4 separate regions of the Rattus norvegicus genome follow, and regions 1, 2 and 3 are each linked to region 4. Evidence: chromatin contacts called from public Hi-C data. All regions are on one chromosome and are shown on one strand. The core of a region is the stretch at or near the end of the contact, and the rest is flanking DNA. Distances in the headings are between cores, read along the strand shown.

Evidence for each region. Hi-C and Micro-C count contacts between places; a contact is called where the count stands out from the background.
Region 1: a contact with region 4 is called in a Hi-C map of psoas muscle, with 1.8 times the contacts expected there. The contact joins the enhancer-like site here to the promoter of Tnfaip3 in region 4. A contact is called at or near these places in 3 of 12 Hi-C or Micro-C datasets (Schwann cells, mammary epithelial cells and psoas muscle).
Region 2: a Hi-C map of the Rat2 cell line shows a contact between it and region 4, with 2.7 times the contacts expected there. The contact joins the enhancer-like site here to the promoter of Tnfaip3 in region 4. A contact is called at or near these places in 7 of 12 Hi-C or Micro-C datasets (the Rat2 cell line, frontal cortex, hepatocytes and 3 more).
Region 3: a Hi-C map of the A7r5 cell line shows a contact between it and region 4, with 6 times the contacts expected there. The contact joins the enhancer-like site here to the promoter of Tnfaip3 in region 4. A contact is called at or near these places in 10 of 12 Hi-C or Micro-C datasets (the A7r5 cell line, the Rat2 cell line, Schwann cells and 6 more).

Annotation. Positions count from the first base shown.
Region 1 is chr1:15,658,367-15,661,914 of GRCr8, forward strand. No RefSeq gene overlaps it. Among named protein-coding and RNA genes, the nearest start is that of Tnfaip3, 120 kb to the left of the region's middle. Within about 2 kb of position 1,760, at least 19 of the 93 cell types and tissues checked have an H3K27ac peak or open chromatin away from gene starts, as enhancers often do.
Region 2 is chr1:15,609,751-15,613,119 of GRCr8, forward strand. No RefSeq gene overlaps it. Among named protein-coding and RNA genes, the nearest start is that of Tnfaip3, 67 kb to the left of the region's middle. Within about 2 kb of position 1,746, at least 15 of the 93 cell types and tissues checked have an H3K27ac peak or open chromatin away from gene starts, as enhancers often do.
Region 3 is chr1:15,472,608-15,476,082 of GRCr8, forward strand. No RefSeq gene overlaps it. Among named protein-coding and RNA genes, the nearest start is that of Tnfaip3, 70 kb to the right of the region's middle. Within about 2 kb of position 1,259, at least 5 of the 93 cell types and tissues checked have an H3K27ac peak or open chromatin away from gene starts, as enhancers often do. A contact at or near this core is called in the A7r5 cell line, where this site is marked.
Region 4 is chr1:15,542,215-15,545,711 of GRCr8, forward strand. It overlaps Tnfaip3 (TNF alpha induced protein 3), which reads right to left and starts at 1,765. Exons shown (of 9, transcript NM_001427106.1): 1 at 1,553-1,765.

The DNA.
Region 1 (3,548 bases), core at 510-3,009, 120 kb after region 4:
GATAGATAGATAGATAGATAGATAGATAGGTAGGTAGGTAGGTAGGTAGGTAGGTAGATAGATAGATAGATAGATAGATAGATAGATAGATAGATAGATAGATAGATAGATAGATAGATAGATAATGAGAAGCTCCCCATCGGGGCAGGGTTCTGCCCATCATTCCTGCTTAAGCTTCGCTCTTTACTGCACAATTTCTGACAAGTTGTCAGAACTGTATGAAGTTATTTTCCAGGAGACAAGCTCCCCCTCTGAGGGCCTCCAGCCTTTTCCTTTCCTAGCATGAGATTCCTGGGGAAATTCCAGTTTCCTGGGGTCCATTGTTTCCCTGGTCTCAGAGGCAAAGGGCGGGGCTCCGGCCGCTCTTTAGACTATCTTCCTTGTTGCCAAGAGAGTTGCTACAGGAACTATGAAACCCCACGTTTACACTTCAGGAAATGTGGACCTGGAGGGCGAATGTTCAGAGCCTTACTACGGGGTGCACTGCAGAGCAACAGGTTAAAATGCAGCAATGCCAGCCAGGCCATTGGACCTGTTTGCCTTCTCCTCACCTTCTGCTTTAGAAATTGCTCGCAAACATGCTGTTTGCCACAGAGTTTCCACTTTTCCATTTAGCTCATACCTTAGCAACCCTCTCGTTCCAGGCAAGGAACAGCACTTGGCACAGAGCATGCGCAGAACCACATAGTGGTTTCCAAAGGGGCCTTGCATTCCCCTTCCACATAACTACGAAGAGGTGGAAATAAAGGTATGAGAGAAAGGCTGAGGTGAGACTTCAGGGCAAAATTGCATTCTCTCCGACTTCAGAGAACAGCCATGGAGATTATTCTGCAAGCCACAGCACAGGAAACTAAGGCTAATGTTCCTATGCAGTCAGAGGCTGCTGGTAGGTACTCCCGGTTCCCAGGAAGCCTGCAGAAGCAGCTCACCAGAGCGAGCTGTGGGCAGCTTCATAGAAAACGAAAACAAGAAAGTTTATCCTGTTCACCACTTTCACCCACACACTAGCCGTGTGATTTTAAAGTCACTTAGCTTCTCTCAGCATTCATTTTTGTCAGGAAGAATTGTAATATGTGGCCGGACTCTCTCATAGGTCTCTGCAGCTCGAAAGAGATTGCAACATGAATGCACTGTTGTGAACTGAAGTGTTCAACGTGTCTTCATTCACACTTGATCTCCTGGCTGATTTATGATTATAGACCTCTTTGATATGTCTCAGGGGGTTCCTGGAAGGCTTCACACCTTGGTAGCTTGTTTGTCTGGGGTTTAAGACATGCTGGGAGACTCTCCTTACAAAGTTGTCTTGTCTGCCTGTGGCTTCTACTTTTTCTGCATCTGTGAAAATGGATGTATAATGTACCTTAAGGCCAGTAAGCAAAAACCACATCCCTTTATCTCTTAGTTCTGAGAAGGAGATCAAATTACCAACTCCGTGAGAAAGGAACCATCTTGGTTCCTTTTCTTGCTGAAGTCATTCCCAGACGTGCACAGTGGGGCTAACCTAGCAGTCACTCCAGTAGTTCAAATGCAAAAGCAACCAAGCTTGTTGGGGTTCAAGGAGTTGGACATAGAAGCAACAGTTTCTTTATAAGAACCTGTGGGAAAGAGGAGAGAGAGAATATGCCAGGATATCGCAGCCTGGCCCTGAGAAGGGATACTGAAAACTGATAAAAGGTAGAAAATAATGAAAAATAGAAAAAGAACCAGGGATTAGGAAAGAAAGATAATGTCTCACTCGGGAGATGAAGAGGAGGGACAAAGACCTTATCAGATTGAGGCTCTTTTAACTGGTTAGGGACATGCAGGGAGCAGGCTCTGTGTAAGCAGCCACCATCTCTATCTCACACCAAGGAAATGGGACACAAAGATCTAGGAATGAACAGCCAAGGAGTGTCCACCCAGAGTGTGAACCTGGGTCGGTAGACTGGCTCCAGCATCTGCAGGCTTAAGGACCTCAGCTACACAGGACTATATTTTATGCCCTAAAGTCATTGTTAATCCCAAGACATCTCTTGTGGAGTAAGTTGGGGAGGTGAATAGTCTGCTATGAGTCCCGCCTCCTCTGTCATCATGAAAGGAAAAGAAAATAAGGAGGCATATATAGCTATGTCACTAGATTCCTGTCTGTTACTTTTAACTCCAGATATGAACAAGATTTGCATGTATTTCACAAGGATTAACCAGAGTATCAAGGACTACGGACTGGACTACTAATATAGACTTATGATTAATAGGTACAAGTTATATGGGAACAAAGGTTTACAATCCATAAAGTTTGTTCAAATTAGTTTTCTCATTTGAATTTCCTAATAGCTTAGGTAAAGGGAAAAAAATAGTTTCCCGGCTTAAAAATAAGAAGTTGAAGCTTAGAAAGTACTCAAAGGGAGAGAAGTAGAAGTTGTGGAATCTAAGTGCCCCAGCACTTAGGGCCACGTGCTTCCTGTCCCTTGACATAGGTCTCTGAACAGATGCACCCATGTGTTTTCAGAACTTTAAATCTTACTTTCGGTGACTGCACAGCTGTCCTTGTTACTAAGGACGCTGCCTCTTCTTCTGAGGACTTAGCTTCGACTCCCAGCACCCACACAGTAGAGGCTCACGGTTGTCTATAATGCTAGTTTCTGGAGCTCCAACGCCCTCTTCTGGCCTCCAGGGACACTAGAGTACACAGATGGCTCAAAGGCATATATGCAGACAGTATAAAAGTACACATGAAGTAAATAATCAATCAATCAATAACTTGATGGAAAATATTAATTTGAAATTTACTTTGCTAGGCATGTGGGTTTCGGTCATGCTTTAGCATACTCAGAAAATATTTCTGGGTAAAAATGGATAGTCTGGGAATTTATTGACACAGATTTGGGAACTTGACATTATTGCTACCAAGACAAATTTTCCTGCTGCATTTGTTTATTTTTATATGCTTCTGTGATCAATTCCCCAGACCGTTAGACTCATTATTTTCTGCCTCTGCCGGAACCCTTATGAAATTTCCCAATTGAGGAGTCCTATATTAGTCATCATCCTTTGCTCGAGTTTTGGAAATGTCTCACGCTAATCTCAATGGCACAAAAAGAAATTCCTGCAGGGAATGCCCACAGTCCCATGCAAACAAAACACGCAAGTGCTGAGACCCAATGACTAATCCCCACAAGGAGTGTTTAAGTGGGAATTGGTGGGCAGGATCCAGGGTTTCTTGTGAGCTTCCCGATCTTCTATTCTTCCCTCCTCTTCTAATTTCCTACAGTCATTTCCACAGGAGCTAGAAGACTCAACCTTAGAAAGCAGACGGCTTCCTAGGAACAGAAAAGCACACTACACTATACTTCAGGGTTAGTTACAATGGTCTGAGTCCTTGACCTGTCTCTTTTCTCTCACTCTGACAATTATGGAATACCCCTACTTACCTTTTTTTTTTTTCTCATACCCATTGACCTAGCACAGAAGAAATAAAAAATTCCTGGGGCCATAAAAGTCCCTCCTAAGTTAATTTCTTAGGGCTTAATTGGTGTCAGGCGTGTTTGCATTGCAGTGGTTAACATCCA
Region 2 (3,369 bases), core at 496-2,995, 68 kb after region 4:
TAAAATTCTTGTGACTAATAGGCATGCGTATAATCCAGCCTGCGACCTTACTAGAGAATGGTTTCTAAATGTGGTGAATGCAGATACGGACTTTCTTGAGGCTCTTTGTGTTTTCCTCACAGTGAGGAGAGGAGAGGGAGCTTCCAATGTTCTAAGTGAGCACTGCATTCTAACCCAGACTTAAAAGCCCTTGAGCACTCTGCTTCACGGAACATAATAAGAACCAGTGTGTACTGAAAAGAGGGGTGGGGGCTTCTAGATTTAGAATGCCGCGTGGCAGCCGTTGCTTCTAATCTGGAGAGTGGCAAGCACCCCCACCCTCACCCCCTTAACTTACTGATAGAGAAATAATTGATTGATTTGTAGTGAGGCCGAAACGTGCACGTTGTGAATCAGATGGGCAGGAATAAAGAGGAAGGATGGGTATCTTTATTTTCCATTCTGAGCTGTCTGGCCCAGAGCTCCCGTTTGGATTTTCCCTTGAAAAATTCCATGTTTCCCCCTAGGCAGCAATGCTCCTTGGGATAAATATTCAGCTTACTTGAAGTGCTAGCCCTTTCCCTAGGCAGTTTCTCCCTTTCCTCCCCTCTTCTCGCTAACTCTGATTTTCTTTTGTTCTTTTCTTTTATTCCTTTCTTTCTTCTTTCTTTCTTTTTCTTAGACAGGGTCTTACTTTATTGCCTAGATTGGCCATGAATGGACGAAGGTCCCCCTGACTTAGTATGTTCTAAGATTAGAGGCCTAAATTATTACTCCAGCTTAGTTTCTCGCCTTTAAAGAGTTCCTCTTCCTCTCCTGGTACTATGTTCGAGAACTTTGTATCAGGTGGGAGGATCGGCCCTAGACCCCCATGTTGCCTTCAGAAGATCTTCACCTCTCTGAGGAGTCTCTCCACAGGCTCTGGGACTGCTCATCTCCACGTAGATTGCTTATGGAAGCATAGTCCCTTGCTGATATCAGGGGTTCTATATGTCCATCCCTAGGCTTCATCCAGAATGATAGCATCTTGGTTTTACCTCCTCCTCCCTGGCTCTCACCCTCCCACATCCAGCCTGCTTTATTTAGTGGACAAACTCAGATTCTCAAGATAGCAGAAAGTCTGCCACAGGCTGCTAAGTTTCCTGGCCTCCACTGGTTTTAGGCTATTCCTCCCAAACTGCTCCGACTGACAGATACTTTGAGGTCTGGCCCCGACTCTTTTCTCCTGAGGCAGGTAAAAGGAGTCCTCTAGTGTTACCAACTGCCCTCCAGCAGCCCTCTAACTACTAGTTCAGCCTAGCACACATATCTCTTTTTCTTCTGTGAAGATGAATATTTTCAAATAGAATAATGTGTTTGCTATTTTCCTGACCTTTCAGGATCTTTTTGTACAGTACAGGGTAACCTTTACCTCACTGTGTATCCCATAGTGGCTTCATGCTTCTTGACAATGATCCTCCTGCCTCAGCCTCCCTAGTTCTGGGAATGCAGCTATGTGTTGCCGTCCCTGACACATTTTAAGAGTGCTGTCTGGCTCTAATCCTTATGCAAAGTAATGGCTCTCATTCTTTATGTTCTGCCCACTAGCTAAGTGAGACCAACTTATAGGAAGGAGAAAGGAAGCCACAGGCACAGAATGACATCATCTAAAAGTCTCAAAAGCTTGATTCCTGTTACAAATGTTTAAAGTATTCTGGTGGTTGTGACATTACTATGGAATGGGTGATGTTAACATCAATTCCCTGTCTGGGAGGGCTCCAGTAGTCTTCTTCTGAGTCATTCAAAAAACATGCATTCAGCAGCTCTCTCACTCTGAACATGGGGAGAAGTATTACCAAACTTGTATGCGATTGCATGTTCTCCAATGCTGCTAAACACACTTCCGGTAAGCCATCAGGTATCAAAAACAGGACTGGGATAAAGGTAAGCTGTAGCTTCCCCAGATAGTAAGAGATCCTGGAGCGGATAGAGCAGAAGAAAGGTGAAGCCAGGAAAGTGCATTTCACCTGGACCTTAGAGGCGCAGGGATCTGGAAGGGCAGACGCAACACTGTGTGTAAGAGCAGGTACTGAGGCTGCTGGAACAGATGGACCCATGGTTCAGGACAAACTGACTTACCGCAAATCAGAGGACGGTGTGTGTCACCAACGAAATTCAGAAAAGCATACTGTCTGGGAACTTACAGAATTCTTATTATTTTGTTTTTTTACCCCTTCGATTTTAGTTTTTATCCTGTTGGTTTTCTGGAAGGTTTAAACTGATAGGAACTATTCAAGGAGATTTGAATCGGGCAGACCAGCCCATGTTCGGGGCTGGTGACCCTGTTGTCATTTCCACCGGATGATCCACTGCCAGTAAGTTCCATGAATAGTGCGGATATGTGAAGCAAAGCCCATATGTCATCCGGCTTAGGAACACAGAGGCTTCAGCAGACATCAGGAAACACCCACGGACTGTCTGCCGGCACTCTATTCCTACACGGAGCTAACAGTCTTGTCCTGGCAAAGTCAACAAGATGCTAAATCCCAGTTTACATACAACAAACTAATACAGGGAACATATTTTTAGTTCCAAATTGGATTTTAAATTTAATTGTGGGAACGTAATCAGTGGCCTGCCACTTGCTGGAGGAGGCTACTTTTAATTTTAATCTAAAGTTATTATAATAAAGTAGAATGTTTTTATTTACAAGTTTTTAAATAATAAATTTATAAAATATTTAAAATGTTTATATATCCCCTATTAACATCCCCTTTTTCGGAAACATGGGGTCTGTGTTACCCAAACTAGATTTAAAGTATTAGGTTCAAGTGATCTCTCTGACTTAGATTTCTGGGTATCTGGGGCTATAGGCACACACCCTTGTGCCTGTCTAACCACTGGACACAAGTTAATGTTACCAATGGTGGGTGATCACAGGATGTCTTATGTGCTTGCACATAGCCCTAGGCAGTGATGCTGGAACGTGCCAACATGGGTTTTTCAAGCAATAATGTCACCAGCAGGGATCAACAGCTCAAGACTTTCTGTCACTGTTTTCTTTTTAAATAAACTGTGGAGCAGTGAGACAGAGGGAAGAAGGTGTGTGTGTGGTGGTGGGGTCATCTTTCTCAGAAGTCATCTTCCCAACCTGCTCTCTTTACTCCAGTTTAAACCTATTGAATGCAACTGAGAATTTTGGAAGTTGAAAGGAAGCATGAAGTCATTGGTTCCGTTTAAACACTACTAGCCGAGAGCTGTGTTATTAGATGTTTGACTAAGTCAGTCATTCCCTATGCATAGCAGAGACCTAGGCACCATGCTAGGCTGGTAGCCAGTCCTACTGAGGGTGTAACCTCTGGTTACACCATTCACTTTCTGTACGAGTGAATTGACTTTCACTCTGAGCAA
Region 3 (3,475 bases), core at 9-2,508, 70 kb before region 4:
GGATAACCTGGGAAAGGATTCAGATGAAGCCCCTGCTCTTGTGGAGCTGATACTGGGAAGGGGGGTTCCCCATTCCATCTCATCATGTGCCTTCATGGCTTCTCCATGGTTCACACTCATTCCCAGACCCACGAATGTTCATTCTGCTCTCCTCACCCTGTTCCTCCCCTCTACTTATTCAAATCCTCCATTTCTGTAGAAGCCAGCACGTCTAAAAATAGCATGTCATGCTCTTGCTTGTGGGTACTGATCTGTCTGCCTTTGGTTCTTGCTCCCCTCTGCAGAGATGCACACCTGCCTACGGAGAGATCAAGAGCCTCCCAGCAGACCCCAATATGGCGGCTTTTGCAGAGATAACAGATTTCTCTATATGCACACACACCAGAGAAGTAAGCCTAACAAAGTAGGTACGTAGAAGGGGCTGGAACCTGAGCCTTAGTGGGTGAATATAGCGGGCACTGAAGGGTGCAGAGAAAAGAATGAGATCAGAGGAAATAGTAAGTGGTTGTGACAAACAGCTTCAGGACACTCGGAGAAGGCAAACTCCAGGAGACCCAGGAAAGAGTTTCTGGCTGTTCTGATTTATCCTGTCCAGCATACTACCTATCACTAGGATCGGAAATAGAGCTCTGCTCTGGGCTTGTCTTAGGAGCCCAGGCACAAGGTGAGACTCCTGTAAGAAAGGTCAGTTCATCTTCAGCAGCACGAACTATATTAGGAACACTTTTCTCGGTGCTAACCCAATTAGCATCAAAGCCTTCTCAACCGTGGGGATTAGCCTAATGCTCTTCTGTGAGTGGTAGGACACTGGTGAGTTTTCTTATCCTCCAGCAGGTGGAGCTAGAGCTTTGAAAGGTTCTAGATGCTTCTGTGGCTGTGCCCACAGGCTCTACCAAATGTGAGAGGTGAAGAAGGAATGAGGAATTAGGAATGAAAAGAGTTACTCGGTGTAGAATCTGTGGTTGTATAGTTCCTGGTCTCAGCGTCTGACCCCCAGGACGCAATCAACAGATGAAGATAAGTACGTGCATCATCAATTGGGATGGAGTTAAAGTAGTAATTCTCCCCTCCTCCTCCTTCATTTTGCTCTGATTTTCTTTTTTTTTTTCTTTTCTTTTTTTTTGTATGTTTATGCCTTTTGGACATTCATATCCAATCAAAATTTGGAAGAACTCTGTGAAGTTGGCCTTCAAGTTGGTGTTTAAAAGAACATGTTGGAAGAGGCTTATGCTAAAAATAACCCGGTGGAGGTTCCTGTCTGTTTTCCAGGCCTTCATACTGCGGCCCTGGGCACTGTTCCTTGAAGTTGTTCCCCCCACTGCATCAAAGCTGTCTGAGTTGTTTGCCAAAATTCCAGTTCCTAGCCAAACAATCAAGTTTGGTTCTTTTGCGAACTAAGCTTAGAAATCTCTCTCAGATAGGAAGGACAGTCAGCCATCACTTATCTGCACTCTCAAGTTTTCTACTGAAAACTGAAAAGTATAGGTTTATATCCTCACAGCATAAAACCTGACCCATTTACTATCAGAAGTGTGGTGCTCCACTTACATTACCTTGTGTAGAAATGCACACATCCTTTGTTATGCAGATAATAATGTGCTGGAGAAAAAGGATCTGCCTCCGACCCTCTTGAGGACAGCGTGCAATATATACTGAATGGTGCCTCTAAAATCCAAAGACTTTTTGAGTTCAAAGGTATGACCCAAATGTTTCAGATGACGGTCTTAAACTATGTTCTCAGGCCCTGTCCGAAGGTGTTCTTTTAAAGCAGGTATATTTCAGGTTCTGGGGTAGGGAGAGCCTAAATAAAGAGTCTTGAGCAAGAGAAACAAGTAAAGATGCCCGCCACTAAAACTGATAGCCCGAGTTCAGTCCCTGGAACCCACTTGATAGAAAGAGAAAACCGACTCCTGCAAGTTGTCCTCAAACCACACAGACAGGGTGCACATGTATAAGTGTGTGTGTGTGTGTGTGTGTGTGTGTGTGTGTGTGTGTGTGTGTGTGTGTGTGAAGTAGAAGAAAAGTCCTTAGGCTCTTTAATATTTTGTATTCTAGGGCTGAGGGTAGAGCTCAGTGAGACATGTTTGTCTGACACCAACCAATCCCAAAATTTGATCCCAGCATCCCATAAACTGAATGTGGTGAAACAGAGACAGGAGGCCTGAAGTTCAAGGTCGTCCTTGGCTATATAGCTAGGTCAGTTCCAGGGCAGCCTAGAGTTAAATAAGATTCTGTCCAATAAAGAGAGGGAGAGGGGGAGGGAGAGAGGGAGAGGGAGAGAGAGGGAGAGGGAGAAAGGGAGAGAGGGAGAGAAACAGAGCCAGAGCCACAGCCATAAAAATAAAGAAAAAACTTTTATGTTATAATGTATAACTACTAGAATTCAGAAGTCATGAATACAGAAGGTGTTATCGAATATTTTAGAACATCGTATAAGATATGGAGGACTAAAAGGAAACTGGAAAAGCTTTCACTACCAGCACAGAACTTAATTAGGTCAAAGGTCAGCAAGCTGCCTTTAGCACAATTCTCATGATCCCAAAGCCACATGACTATATGGCAATGCTATAATTAATGATTATATAAAGGGCCCTATTAAATTTTAAAGCAAGTTATTAAAACGACCAATTAAGACATTCATAAAACCCATGTTGGAACACAAGAAAAATGAGGTCTAAGTTCGCTTCCTCATGAACAATGGGCTGCAGGGTGTTCTCACACAGTGTGTATATTGAAGTGCCCAGCACCTTTGTTGGAACCTTATAGAGATACTCTGTAAACGTGTTAAATGCTAAAATAAAGGCATCAGGAGGAGCCCTCCTCCAAGCTACTCGTTTCCCTGTGGAAGGAAAGCTCATGCTTGGGATTGCAGCCACTTGCTGGAGTAGTTCCCTTTTGTTTTTAACTTGTCAATTCTAAGTGAGTAGTTTCACATCGTGCACCCCATTCCTACTCCCATTCGTCTCCCCATCCCTCTGTATCTGCCCTCTGCCCCTGCAGCCTCCCTCCCCAAAAGAAAACAAACAAACCAAAACATAAAAAAAAAACCTCATTGTGGAAGCTGTAGTGTGTCCCAGTGTGTCACACAGTGTTCCCTATTGTCCACACATCTTTACTTGCAAATGCTCGTTGCCCTGAGTCATTGGTCTGGTTCGTGCCTCTGGCTTCTGCTCCACCATCAACACCCTGGATTCTTACCTGGACTCCTCTTGGATGCCTTGTTGTTACCCTGTCTCATGGAGATCCTGCAGCTTTCGATCTGCAGGACTGGCCCTTTTGCTTGCTCCAGCAGGTCATAGATGAGATCGATATTGGGGTGACCCAACTCAAAGCCTTGGACCTGAGTTTTGACTTATAATAGTTTATTTTGTTAACATAAATGTGCACAAACCCCTGTATTTTAACTTCTCCTCTCCCCATGTTTTATTATTAATGTCATTAACTTACTTGTATATTGTGCACTCTTAGCCCATCA
Region 4 (3,497 bases), core at 515-3,014:
GTTTTGCATCAGTGAGCTGCACCTTGTTCTATTTTTATGGCTATTCTATTTTGCTCTTCTGGACCTCAAGAACTTTTAGCATAGATCTAAAAGTGGCGGGGGCTCTAAGCCATATGTAAGACATGCAAAGGTCAGTATCTGTCAGCCCACTAAGACCCCGTTCACGGACTCTGCCTTGCACTGCGTGCAAAAGTGCCTATTTAAGACAGAGCTTAAACCTCCCTCTGCCCAAGTTTCCAGTTCTTGGACTTCCCCACATTTAGAGAATAAAGTTTCCTGACATATCATTGTAATGTTTTATGGGTAAAAAAAAAAAATTAAAGCACTACCCTTAACTTTTAAAAATATATTTGTTACCTCACTCCCTTACAGATAAATTTCCCAATTTTTGTCACAGGATCAATAAGGTTCTTCAGAACTTACTCACCAAAGTCTTTCCCCCACTTTTATTTTTCCACTCTGAACAGATTTTTTTTTTTTGCCCGCGATGTGGAAACTTCTGTATTATTTATAAACAGATACCTCGGGCAATTGTTGGGAAGTACCCCTCCAAAAATCTATACAACGAGCTGCAAAAGATCCAAGTAGCATATCAGACCACAAGAATGAGCCCTGATCAACCGATAATAATCTGCTCAATAATCTAGGACATCAGCGTATGGAAGGCTAATGAACAATAATCAGTTCCAAACGGTGCCCCCCCCCCTCCACTTGACCAGACCAGCTTTCCAAAGAAAGATGAGAGAACAGGAGAACTAAAAACAAAGCATGCTCCAGAAAGAGCTCTTAATACCTCAGCTTTCCTGAGAGGCCAGGTGGCAGGATGTGGGACGAAGGACCCGGACTGACAAGTCACAGTCTGAGTGTGGAGTCAAGGCTGCAGTAGGGAGTTTTACATGCCACCAAACGTGGACTCCCCAGCAAGCAGGCCAGAGAATCATTTCTGCATGCATACTCTTATACCGGAGCAACTAGGGCCTTAGTGGCAATCTCAAAGCACGCCCCTCCCCTCCACCTCCCTCCCCGCAACCCTCCTCCCACATTGATCACTAAAAAGTTGGCTGGCTGAAGCCTCCAAGTTGGATTTGGTGGCCTCTGAGAAAACCATCCCCTGTTGGGCCAGTAATGCACAATATGGGAAGAAACCCCAGCGCGACTCTGCAAGGTCTACGTGCCTATGAACATGCTGCACTTGATTTCCAAAGGGGGGGCTGGAAGAGTGGGTACACCCACGACCACACGACCTAGGGACCCGAAGGGTGACTATTCATCAGCCAGCTGCAGCTCACGTCACCCTGCAGGATCGGAAAGGAATAGCTAGCTAACCAGACGGCTGGAGAAACTTAGGGCTGTCAACCTAAACACTTGGCACCCGGACCTCAACTCTGGCCAACAATACCCTCACCCCAGAACTCCTGCAAAGCCATAGCAAGACAGCTCCATACTGAGCTGGCCGTGCACCCTGAATCTGGCTGGCACTGCACCCCTCTGGCCGTGCACCCACCCCCCCTGTATCCTGCTAGCCGTGCACCCCAGCCGGAGTACTGCTCACCTCCTGGGGCCGCACGGAGCCCTCGCAGAGCCCAAGTGGCCGATCAGCCGTCACTGGCGCGAGCCGTAGCCGGGGGTCGTGGTTCGGGTCGTGGTGGGGGTCGGGCCGAGGCGGAGCCCCATGGACGCCCGGTCGGGCTCTCTGGTTGGGGGTGTGCACGTCTCTCGGCGGCCTAGCTCACCGCTCCGCCTCCGGCTCCGAAGGCTGCAGACTGGGCAGTTCCCTTTTTTTGCCTTTCAGTTGTATGCTTCGCCACAGGGGGATTTCCGAGGGACTTTCCAGTCACGTGACTCCCGCATGGCGAGCGGCCGGCCAGCAGAGGGCGCTCGAGGCCGTCCCCGCCCCGCCCGGAGAAACTCCTAGGTCCCGCCCCGGGGTGTCCCCGCGTGAGTCACCTGGGCATTTCGGAAGCTGCCTTCCACGTCACATCCATGTGGAAATAGTGGTGATGGGAACTGGAAATGCAATAGGTTCTTTTTTATAGCCTCTTTTCTGAAGAAAATCAGCTGTGAAAAGGAAGGGAAATTAGAAAGAAAACCCTAAAAACCACCCAGACACACAGGACCTCAGGCATGAAGCCGGCTTTGAAGTCTGGGCTGTGCACGTGATGGACTTAAGAAAGAACCGTTCTCAGGGTCCTGAGGGGATTGAGAGAAAAGGCCACAGGGTTCTCCAGACCCTGTGTCAGCTTCAGGCTGGATGCAATGCAGAGTGAGATGAGACACCATGATCCTGCAGTTTTTGAGTTACAGGGGCAAGGTCAAATTCAGAGAAAATTAAATTCACCTCCATCACCCCTACAACCCTCCATTTGCTCCGTTTCTCCTTTATTTCCGTGCTCCAAGGAGCATTAAGGTTTAGAAAGTGCTTCAAGTTTATTACTGTCTCCCCCCATCCTCTACAGTTGTTTTCTTAGGTGTTGTTTGGTTTGCCTGAGAATTAGTTCACCCCAAGAAGCCACTGGTGGAGAACCTTCCATATTGTCCTGATCCCCGACTACAGCTTGCCTTTCTCTAGAAGGGAGAAAGCTTCGGACACAGGGGCTTGAGCTCTGCAGAGAGAGAGAGAGAGAGAGAGAGAGAGAGAGAGAGAGAGAGAGAGAGAGAGAGAGAGATGCTAAAATGCTTTTACCTTCTTGGAGTTTTTCCTCTAGTGTCCCCTTGGCCGAAATCCTAGAAAACAGTAACGCAAACCAGGCAGATAGTCCGTGCCACTGTGACTTTAGGTATGTTCGTCAAGTTGCCAAGTTGCCAGGAAGTATACTGCACGTTTGAACTAGAAACATGTGTTCCTGTCCCCAGGAGTGACTGGGCTAGGTGACAGAGCACAATGGCATTTTTTAAATTATTATTTGTAAAGGGGGGCTTGAAGCAAGAGTACTGGCCACTACTCCAAGATTGGTCTATCCGCTAACTCCCCCCACCCCCTCCACATATCCCTCCACCTCCCCCCGACACACACACACATCCCTCCCTACACCGTTTCTATTTCAAATCTGGTAATATTTGTCTTCTTACAGATGTTTTCAGCTTCGGACACTCAAACAATGGTAGTAATTTAAGACGACATTCCTGAAGTATTTGTTACAGGTTCACATAAACTTTTATGTGAAATTTAGAAAACTTAAGCCACATGCGCCCACAGTCTACACAGTTTTTAGAACTGTGTCTGTCTTGTTCCAAAGCCCACCAGAGAGGGTTAACCACGTGACTATCTCAAGCCTAGGAATCTCTTTGACAAACACAGTAGCCTAGCCACAATAGATGCAGGCTCCACCCTCAGGAAACCACCAGGGCACACAGAGGTGATAAAAGATGCAGACTAGAAAAGCACACCACCTGGCAGAGGGTGTTAATCCTCAGACCGCTCTTCTAGGCCGGCTTCTGCAGACAGAACCAATCGGCTCTCTGTCATCTCAGACGGTTCCTCAGCAAATCCAGCAGCC